2 separate regions of the Danio rerio genome follow, and region 1 is linked to region 2. A link is a contact called in public Micro-C data. All regions are on one chromosome and are shown on one strand. Each heading gives the region's core, a stretch centred on a gene start, on an enhancer-like site or on the middle of the called end of the contact. The rest is flanking DNA. Distances are from core to core; before and after follow the strand shown.

The links. A called contact is a pair of places that touch in the nucleus more often than the background predicts.
Region 1: a contact with region 2 is called in a Micro-C map of caudal fin, with 17 times the contacts expected there. The contact joins the promoter of slc38a11 here to the promoter of ttc21b in region 2. A contact is called at or near these places in 4 of 18 Hi-C or Micro-C datasets (caudal fin, embryo, hematopoietic stem cells and 1 more) and 1 of 4 datasets of contacts at active chromatin or transcription factors (caudal fin).

What each region holds. Positions count from the first base shown.
Region 1 is chr9:51,930,487-51,935,374 of GRCz12tu, reverse strand. slc38a11 (solute carrier family 38 member 11) reads right to left here and starts at 3,022. Exons shown (of 13, transcript NM_001017644.2): 1 at 2,967-3,022; 2 at 629-769; 3 at 431-548. The coding sequence starts at 670. It also overlaps a transcript of scn1laa not described here.
Region 2 is chr9:51,781,001-51,786,218 of GRCz12tu, reverse strand. ttc21b (tetratricopeptide repeat domain 21B) reads left to right here and starts at 1,624. Exons shown (of 29, transcript NM_001128258.1): 1 at 1,624-1,800; 2 at 4,756-4,885; 3 at 4,978-5,088; 4 at 5,214-5,218. The coding sequence starts at 1,765.

The DNA.
Region 1 (4,888 bases), core at 1,773-4,272, 150 kb before region 2:
TAAAATATGCCACTGATTATATCTTCAAAAATGATCATCTAGCAATGAAACATGAAGGTTTACCAGTGAATACTAAATAAATTTTTTTGAAAATGAGAGTAAAAATGAATATATGGGTTGTACAAATTATAATGTTAGATTTCTACATTTAGCGTTATCAGCAACAGTAGTTATATATATATATATATATATATATATATATATATATATATATATATATATATATATATATATATATATATATATATATATATATATTTTTTTTTTTTATATATATTATATATATATATTTATATATATATATAGACTTTATACAATATGGCACTTTATTTAAAATCTAAGCACTTTTCAAACCTTTTAAACACTCAAGGATTTCAAGGATTTACATCACCTTTAAGAAACCTGTTAATAGCAAGCAACATTACCTTACCTATAATCCCGCTTCCTATTATAGAGTTGATGAAATTAAATGAGGCCGAGGACACTGAACTACTTCCACCTTTCCCAGCATCATGTGAGGACAACAAACAACTCCTTTCACTTTCCATCTGAGAATAAAAAAATATAATAATACAACAATAGCATACATTCAGCATATTGGGATTTATGAAATAATATGCACACTCACCTTTTGAGCTTTGTCGCTTTTCTCTCTTTTGTCGTTTTCCATTAAAAACAGCCCTTTAGTGATGTCCTGCTGGTGCAGATGGAGGGTCTCGCATGTCCTGGCGCTATTAAAAGTGTCCGCTTGATTCCTCCAGTCCGCCCACTGAATAAAATAAACGCCCCTCGCTGCGTTTAGACATCGGCTGCTGGCTATTGGAAAAGCTGTTTCTACATGAATGACTTGATCTGTGTTTGACACACAAAGCCGGTTAAACCCTATTATAGCTGCTGGCAAATCGTTTGCTCAACAGCCTTGGCTTTCATGGAAAAACTGGAAAATGTTTTCGAGATTATGGGAAATAAACAGATACTGTAGACAGTCATATGTTACAGTACAGTGTGAACATTGAGCTGTTGTGTTGTGTGCATGTTTCTGTGGCCCTGTCGACCTATGACATCTGTATGATCTCTGAGCAAGTTTCCACACATTATCAAAAAGCTGCATCAGTACAATTTGAAGCAATTTATTAAAGAGACATTCATTCACTATTTATTTCCTTCGGCTTAGTCTTATTTCAGCAAATGTTTAAAAATAAAAAAGCTGAAGTATCACATGTACATCAGTATTCACAGCCTTCGCTGTGAAGCTCTAAATAGAGTTCAGGTACATTTTGTTTCCACTGATTATTCTTGAGATGTTTCAGCAGCTTCATTGGAGTTCACCTGTGGTCAATTCAGTTGATTGGACAGGATTTGAAAAGGCATACACCTGTCTATATAAAGTCCCAGGGTTGACAGTGCATGTCAAAGCACAAACCAAGCATGAAGTCAAAGGAATTGTCTGTAGACCTCCGAGACAGGATTGTCTGGGGAAGGTTACAGAAACATTTCTGCTGCTCTGAATCAATTTGATCAATTGTTCCAATGAGCGCAGTGGCCTCCAACATCCATAAGTGGAAGATGTTTGGAATCACCAGGACTCTTCCTAGAGCTGGCCGGCCATATAGTATATATACTGAATTACAATACGAAACAAAAATTCTGCATGGTCAATTTAATGTCTATTAAAATAAATTTTAACTATTTCTTTGAACATCATTATGTTTACCTAAATATGCATTTCATTATTTAACTAAAATTTTTTAAATACCATTTTAAGGTCAATATTATTAGCCCCTTTATGCTATTTTTTTTTTCAATAGTCTACTGAACAAACCATTGTTATAGAATAACTTGCATAATTACCCTAACCTGCCTAGCAAACCTAATTAACCAAGTTAAGCCTTTAAATGTCACACAAAGACATCTAGTCAAATAGTATGTACTGTCATCATGGTAAAGATAAAATAAATCAGTTATTAAAAATGAGTTATTAAAACTATTATATTTAGAAATGTGTTGAAAAAATCTGCTCTCCATTAATCAGAAATTAGGGGAAAAAATAAACAAGGGGCGAATATATATATATATATATATATATAATGAGGGGAAAGGCCAGTTTTGATCATATGACATGCTGTTTTGTATTTCTATTTGCAGTTAATATTTTTGCAACTTTTTAACTAGATTGAGAATTGTAATTGAACATTAACAATATGTGTGAAGTAAAAAAAGATTACAGTTATATACACTATACATTACACTATATAGTATATATACTGAATTACAATACGAAACAAAAATTCTGCATGGTCAATTTAATGTCTATTAAAATAAATTTTAACTATTTCTTTGAACATCATTATGTTTACCTAAATATGCATTTCATTATTTAACTAAAAAGTTTGAGGATCAAAATGTGAAACAAATGTCTAAAAGAGTTGAATCTTCTAACATAAGAGCCCTATTAAAAAAAAAAATAAGTAAATAAGCAAATGTTAAGTTTAATCCACCAGGTGTCGCTATCAGACTTTGCTGCTCTTTTATGACCTGTGGGACTGATGTTTTGAACTGAACACGTGCAGTCAATGGGAAAGTAAGCCAAAATTGCTCTATCAAACTATTGAGTGTTTATAAACTTAACTGTTTATTTGCATTAAATAACCCAAACGTCTAATAAAATTAGATTTTGTATGATTTTAAAGTATAACAACAACAACAAACTACCTCAAAAATCCAGCATTTGCCGTCGTGGTAACAATGGGAGAATTTAATATTGACATTTTACTCATATAAACATATGAGTGAAAATTAACCTTCAAAATATTTCCTTTCAGAAGGAAAACTTATGAAAAGGGTTATTTTCATTTTGTTTTTACCATGTTTGTCAAAATGTCCGTATACCTTATAAGTTTGACATAAATGATGGAGGGGGAACAAAAATATGTCACATACATAACAAAAAAATCGTAAAATGTCACCTTTTACAGCCTCACAGAGTCAGTCTGGCGCCAGTGTCCGTCAAGCTCTGAAAAATTTACAACTCTTACTATGACAAAGGCCGAGTTATTGACATTCATACGCAAACGTTCTATTGGATGCCCGGCAGCTAGCGTCGGCATATTCTAATTAATATTCATGAGGCAAGCCCTTTATAACAGCGCAACGCTGGCATGGCCTACTTAATATTCATGAGCTGAGCCTCAGGCATAGTAGGATTGGAGGTTTTCGCTTTTACTCTTATGAATAACCGAAAGCGCACATCTCTGATGTCAGGCACTTGCTCTTTTGATCAGTCTTGTGCAGTTTTTTTCACGCTGAAAATCCATCGGAGTTTACTTACTTGGGTGAAGTTGTCCACATTGCGTGTTTTCCTCCGCCTTGGATCACTGCATCAAGTTTGACAGCAGGACGCTGAGGATTAATTTTAATTTTGGAAGAGATTTCTACATTCTGCTAAAATATGGTGAGTAAATTAGACTATTAAGTAATGCAATTAACATTTATGATCAAGAGAGTTTCCTTCAGATTTTAATATAATGAACATATATAAAATAAACATGCCTAATGCATAAAAATATTCAAGTGTAACCAGGATTTTTTAAACTAGCTATGTTGAGTTAAAATGTGATCATGCATAGCCTTTGTTTTTAGATTCATTTCTCACTCATTTGCTATATATAACAACATTCATGTTGTTATACTGTTATATATAGCAAATGAGTACAACTTGCAGTTTTTTTTAACAGTAATTGATGTAGTAATCTGATATTACTTTTTTTGTAGTAGCTACATACACTATGTCGTTGGTGTCATAACAGAATCAGATGCACACGAATAAGTTATTTATACATCTGTACATTGATTGATTTGTTTGGTTTTCCGACATCCATTTATACATGTCAGCACTGGTCCAGACTGCGCCACAGGTTTTAGGATTTAATTCTACGTGGGATATATATTTATTTTATTTATAGTTTAAACAATGTTCAAACCCAAATTATAATAAATTACCTTTAAACCTTCCTTCACTTTGTCTTTATTTTCGCGCCGTTTGGTTTTGGTTAGACATGAACTGCCCTGGTTGACGCCCTGGAAGTCACTTTTTCCAGTGATTGATCATTGAATCTGCGGTGGAGAAGAGAATGCAACTGGGTAAAACTAACGTTAGTTATTTCAGCTGGGAAGTTTTATTTTTGTGGCACACTGCTACATTGCGTTTAAATCGACTGTCGTTATGAACTATACGCAGCTCGATTCACGGAATCGGTTCGTTCGAACAGCTTATTTCAATATGGCTCGCGTAACTTCGTCGTCACACGTGGCCACTGACATTTTATGTTTAATGTTAGGTCATTAAAGTCATATCGAAGATATTTAATGTGTAAGATTTTAGGAAATATGTTTTAAAATGGTAATCTACATTTTGTACGGCTAGTTAAAATGTGTGTTCATTGAGACAGATAAGAGTCGTTGATTTGTATAGTGTTTCAGAGAGCTACCTTCCTGCACATTTCAGTTGCAACCCTGACCAAACACACCTGTTTGTAATTATCAAGTGCTGCTTTAGGTACTGTTAATTGGTTCAGGTGTGTTTGATCAGGGTTGGTACTGAATTCTGCAGGAAGGTAGCTCTCCAGGAACGGGGTTGGTGACTTCTGGTGTAGGTTTAGGGTTGGAGTAGGTCTACACCAGGGGCCTGTTTCAGTAAGGAGGTTCAAACAACTCAGAGTTTAAATTTGAACTCTGAGTTGATTTACCGAGAGATTAAAAACTCAAGAGTTTTCGGTTTCAGAACAGCTGATCTGAGTTGGGTCAATCAACTTCGAGTAGACCAACTCAGAGTTAAGCGCGCACACCGTGACTTTAAAAAGGCATTATCAATGGAGCGTAGACATTACGA
Region 2 (5,218 bases), core at 375-2,874:
GCTAAACATCTCAGACTGGTGTTACATGACAATGAGTTCACTGTATTCAAATGGCCCCCACAGTCACCAGATCTCAATCCAATACAGCACCTTTGGGATGTGGTGGAATGGGATATTCCCATCATGGATGAGCAGCCGACAATTCTGCAGCAACTGCGTGATGCTGTCATGTCAATATAGACCAAAATCTCTGAGGAATATTTCCAGTACCTCTAAGCCATGAAGGATTAAGGCAGTTCTGAAGACAAAAGGGGCTCCAAACCAGTACTGGTAAGATGTACCTAATAAAGTGGCCAGTGAGTGTATATGCAAATCATAAACAGTTCATCTTTAGGCTTCATCAAAAAAATAAATAAAAAAAATAAATAAATGCATGTGCATCATTTTAAAATATTGCAAAAACAGAAAGAAGTTGTTTATATGTTTTCCAAATATGTACATATGTGTTCAGATAAGGTATGTTAGCTATCATAGTACACTTATCAGATCATGGTTATAGGGATACAATGACAGCAAGTATTGTTTTCTGAAACACAGATTCTCTAAAATCCACCTGCATCTGAGTATTTTGACGTTGCCAGTCTATCCATTAAAGTAGGAACTGCCGGGCACAAAATGTAATTTAATTACATCCATTACCATTAAAAATGTAAACACATTTTAGAACAAATATCTGCTCTTGAATAATGCATATAACAAGCTGTTCTGCAGTATTTAAACTGCAGTCATTAGCCTATTTAAAAGGGTTCAAACCTGCGGTCGATGCAGAGTCACACCTGTCTGGTCAATCTGCCGGAGTGTGACGCCATCTGCTGGTGATTATATGTGTGTGAAACAAGCTAATAAAATATGGTTGCAAAATATTAAAATAATTATAGTATTAAAATAATGACTACCGATAATTCTAATATATTATAATATTGACCTATAGAAAATATAATATAATAAATCAAAATATAATATAATTGAATAAATCATAATATAATATAATATAATATAATATAATATAATAAATCTAAATAATCTAAATAACCAAATGCTTTGATCTTTTATATATTAATAATATAAATTTTTCCATCAGGGTTTTTCAACTCACTATAACACTAATAAATAACAATAATATATAGGTCTAATTATAATATATTCATACATTTCCATCGGCTTAGTCCCTTTATTAATCTGGGGTTGCCACAGCAGAATAAACCATCAACTTATGCTTGTGTAAAGCATATGTTTTACACAAGCGGATGGCCTTTCCTTCCAGCCGCAACCCGATACTGGGAAACACACACACATACACACACACTCTCTCTCTCTCTCTCTTTCTACAGTCAATTTAGCTTACCCAATTCCCCTATAGCACGTCTTTAGACTGTGGGGGAAACTGGAGCACCCGGAGGAAACCCACGCCAAAAAGGGGAGAACATGCAAACTCCACACAGAAATGCAAACTGGCCCAGCCGAGGTTCGATTTTCTTGCTATACCGTGGCGCTCTATAATAATAAACTTTAACGTTTACTAATCTTATTTATGCTTCATAAACGTATTTTCTAGCAAACAACGCCCCTCTGTGGTGGGATAACTGCGTCGCTGTTACAGTCGGGCTCCTTTCGTCACTTCCTGGTTTCCAAGCGGAAGCAGTGGAGTTTGTTTGGTTACTATGATGCTTCTTATCAAAGATGGCGAAAAAGGGAGATAAATAATTTCAGAAAACCTCGTTTTGTGTCGTGTGTGTTTTCAGGTTTTCCAGGAGTGTGTATAGTATGGCGAGTGTTGAGGACGACGAGAACTGCGCGCTTGTAAGTCAACTAATGCGCTCATATTAATATGAATAACGTTACCGTTAATAGCGCAGATGGCAAATGTGGTCTGTAGAAGTACTGGACGATAAAGAGAAAACATAAAAATATAAATTAAATGGCACTTTAAACCATTTTCCCAAAGAGACATTTACAGACATTTTGACTGGATAGTAAAAATAGTAATTTAGCCAGTTAATCCTGATATGTAAAGTAATAGCCAAAAGAGGTAACGTTAACGTTAAAGTTGGTTTTATATTCGCACATTCAGTCTTTCTCATTAATAATATATTCTCAGAAAAGTATTTATTGAAAGTTCTAAATAGTAAAATCATATTATCAGTCAACAACCATCAAAGTTCAGCATTGTTTACAGTCAAATAAATAGTGCTAATGTTGTTTTAAAGTCACACTTGCATGTGATATCAGACCCTATATTCAAAGTAAGTTACTACGGTAAACAATGTATGGAGCTGACACTGAACGAATGTGTGAATATAAAACCAACTTTACCTCAATAAAACCAAATAGGTGTCCTTTTTATACATATATTATGGCATGAAGTTAGATTTATTGGACCTTTCGTGAAAATACGTGTTTATGTTTTGCATCATATTTGTATTGTCAACTCATATATGTTTTTGCGACATGTTATTAAGCTTTAACAGCTCATGTTATAAAATAGTGAAAAATGATGGAGGTAAAGTTAATTTTATATTTGCACTTTCGTTGCACATCACATTTTAGAACAATGACAACTTGTGACACAGTCCATGTATTTTTTACCATGTTATTTTGAATTTATTGTGTCTGAAATTGCATGTAATATGACTTAAAATACAACATTAGCACTATTTAATTGACTGTGAACAATGTCAGACTTTGATAGCCACCGTCTTCTAATATATGATGTCACTTTTTAGTATTGAAAAAGAATACTTTTCTAAAATTAAATTATTACAGTGAAAGCCTGAGTGCAAATATCAAACAAACTTTACCCCAATAAAAAATATTCAGTTTGTAGCAGATCATTATACTTTAATGAAGTTACCCTCCTAAAACAGATCAAATTCTGATAGCTTGTAATGTAAGTCAACATACATAAATGGCATATCACTAATTCATTATCATTCTATATATCTAGATCATTTAAATGCTTAGTTTTATGATAGAATCTGTGTAGTTTTAATTGAGGGACAAACATATAATGCAAAACAATGCAATGTAAAGATGATCCAGAGAATGGTTTATTTGGATGAATGGATACCTAATTTTTATAGGTTTTTTTTACATTTAAATTTTTGTTTGCAAATAATCTCTTCAATGCGCAATATAAAGCATGATTTATATAAAAATAAACATGTATTTTTTTACAAATAAACAAACAGTAATTTATAGAAACGAATAAACATTTATTTAAAAAAAATAAGGGTGTCCTTGATGAAAAGAACCTAATAATTTTTAATGGTACTATTAAAAGGTATTGAATCAGTTTCCACAGGAATATAATGTAAATATTCACCTCTGATAATGTTAAGCAGCATATTATAATAATGATTTCTGATTGAACATGTGACACTGAAGATTGGAATTATTTAAAAAATTCTGCTTTAAATCAAGGGAATATTTTTAATTTTAAAATACATTTAATAAGAATACAGTTCTTTAAAAATTGTAATAATACAATTTACAATTGATACAATTTTACTGTACTTTTGATCAAATAAATCCAGCCTTGGCAGCAAAATTGTCTACTTTTAAAACATTAAAATACCTTAATCAACCTTAAATTAGTGCTAGCCAAAGATGAATTGCGATTTATCGCATCCAAAATAAAAGTTTGTGTATTTGTGTGTTAGTATATGTTTTATATATCTTTATTGGGTATTTGTAGGCCCACATGGAATCAGCACGCGCAGGATTCCGCAGATTTTCCACAGAATTCCGCAGATTTCTAGCCCATAATTAATTCTGTTTATTTACTTGAGTAAATCTAAGTTCATTCAGTTTTTTACTAATTACAGTAATATTATTGACTAATATGAAAATGTTCATCTGATTTATGTACAATGCAGTTTGTAAAGTAATATTTTCAGTAGATATATTATATTAGAGACTTGCTTTGTTTACCAAATAAAGTGAATCTAATTGGATTTGCATTTTAAACATTAAATAAAAGTTAAAAAGATATTATATTTTATTTCACATATTAATGTTTTAGGTCTGATACTCCCAAAATAATTCAGCAGAAATCTGCAGATTTTTACCAAAATTCTCAGCAGAAATAGCAAAACATGTCCGCAGATTCCGTCTGGCCCTAGGTATATGTAATACAAACACACATAAAATCAAAACTATACAAAACATTCATTCATTTTCGTTCGGCTTTGTTCCTTTATTCATCAGGGGTCACCACAGCGGAATTAACCGCTAACTTATTCAGCATATGTTTTACACAGCGGATGCCCTTCTAGCTGCAACCCAGTACTGGGAAACATCCATACACACTGTTTCACACACATAAACTACGGACAATTTAGTTTATTCAATTTACCTACAGCGCATGTGTTTGGACTGTTGGGGAAACCGGAGCACCCAGAGAAAACCCACGCCAACACAGGGAGAACATGCAAACTCTACACAGAAATGCCAACTGACCCAGCCAGGACTTTTTTTACATAGATTTTTAAATTTCTATATAATTTGTATCAACTACATGTATTTTTTTTATATCTCAAGTACATAAACATTTTCTTAAACATATGCATGCATGTTTGTATTATATAAACATTTTACAGTACACGCACATATGTTATGTCAAAACAAACTTTTATTTTATATGTGATTATTTGCGATTATTTTTGTCTCTAGCACTACATTAAACCTTTCATCATTAATTCATCTTTGTTGTAAATTAAGCTGAGGTTTTCATTTAACCCTGTTGAATTGTTTCAGGCACTGATCTTATACTACTGCCAGGAAAAGTACTCCAGTCATGTCGTAGATGTTTCCAGTGAAGCTCAACGGAAATTCAGTCCGGATCCAATCTTTACATTCCTCCATGCTTATGGGTTGCTCATGCAAGGTAAGCGAAACCCACCCTTTTCTTTCTTTGTCTTCATTTGACATTTTGAGAAAAGGTCTACGTTCCTCACATCTGTTATTTTATTGTTGTAGATCAAGTGCTGGACGCCATTCAGGAGCTGGAGATGCTGAAGGAGAGAAGAGACGTTTCACTTTGTGCGCTCATGGCTCTGGTTTATGCCCACAAGAAACGCCCAAACCCTGGTAGATCTCTTACATCTGTTTATGAAAAATGATACCACATTATGATGCCTTTTCTTAGGAGTTGTCTTGTAGTATGTAGGTTATAATGTGAGTACTAATGAATAATAAACCAAACTCATTGGCAGATCGT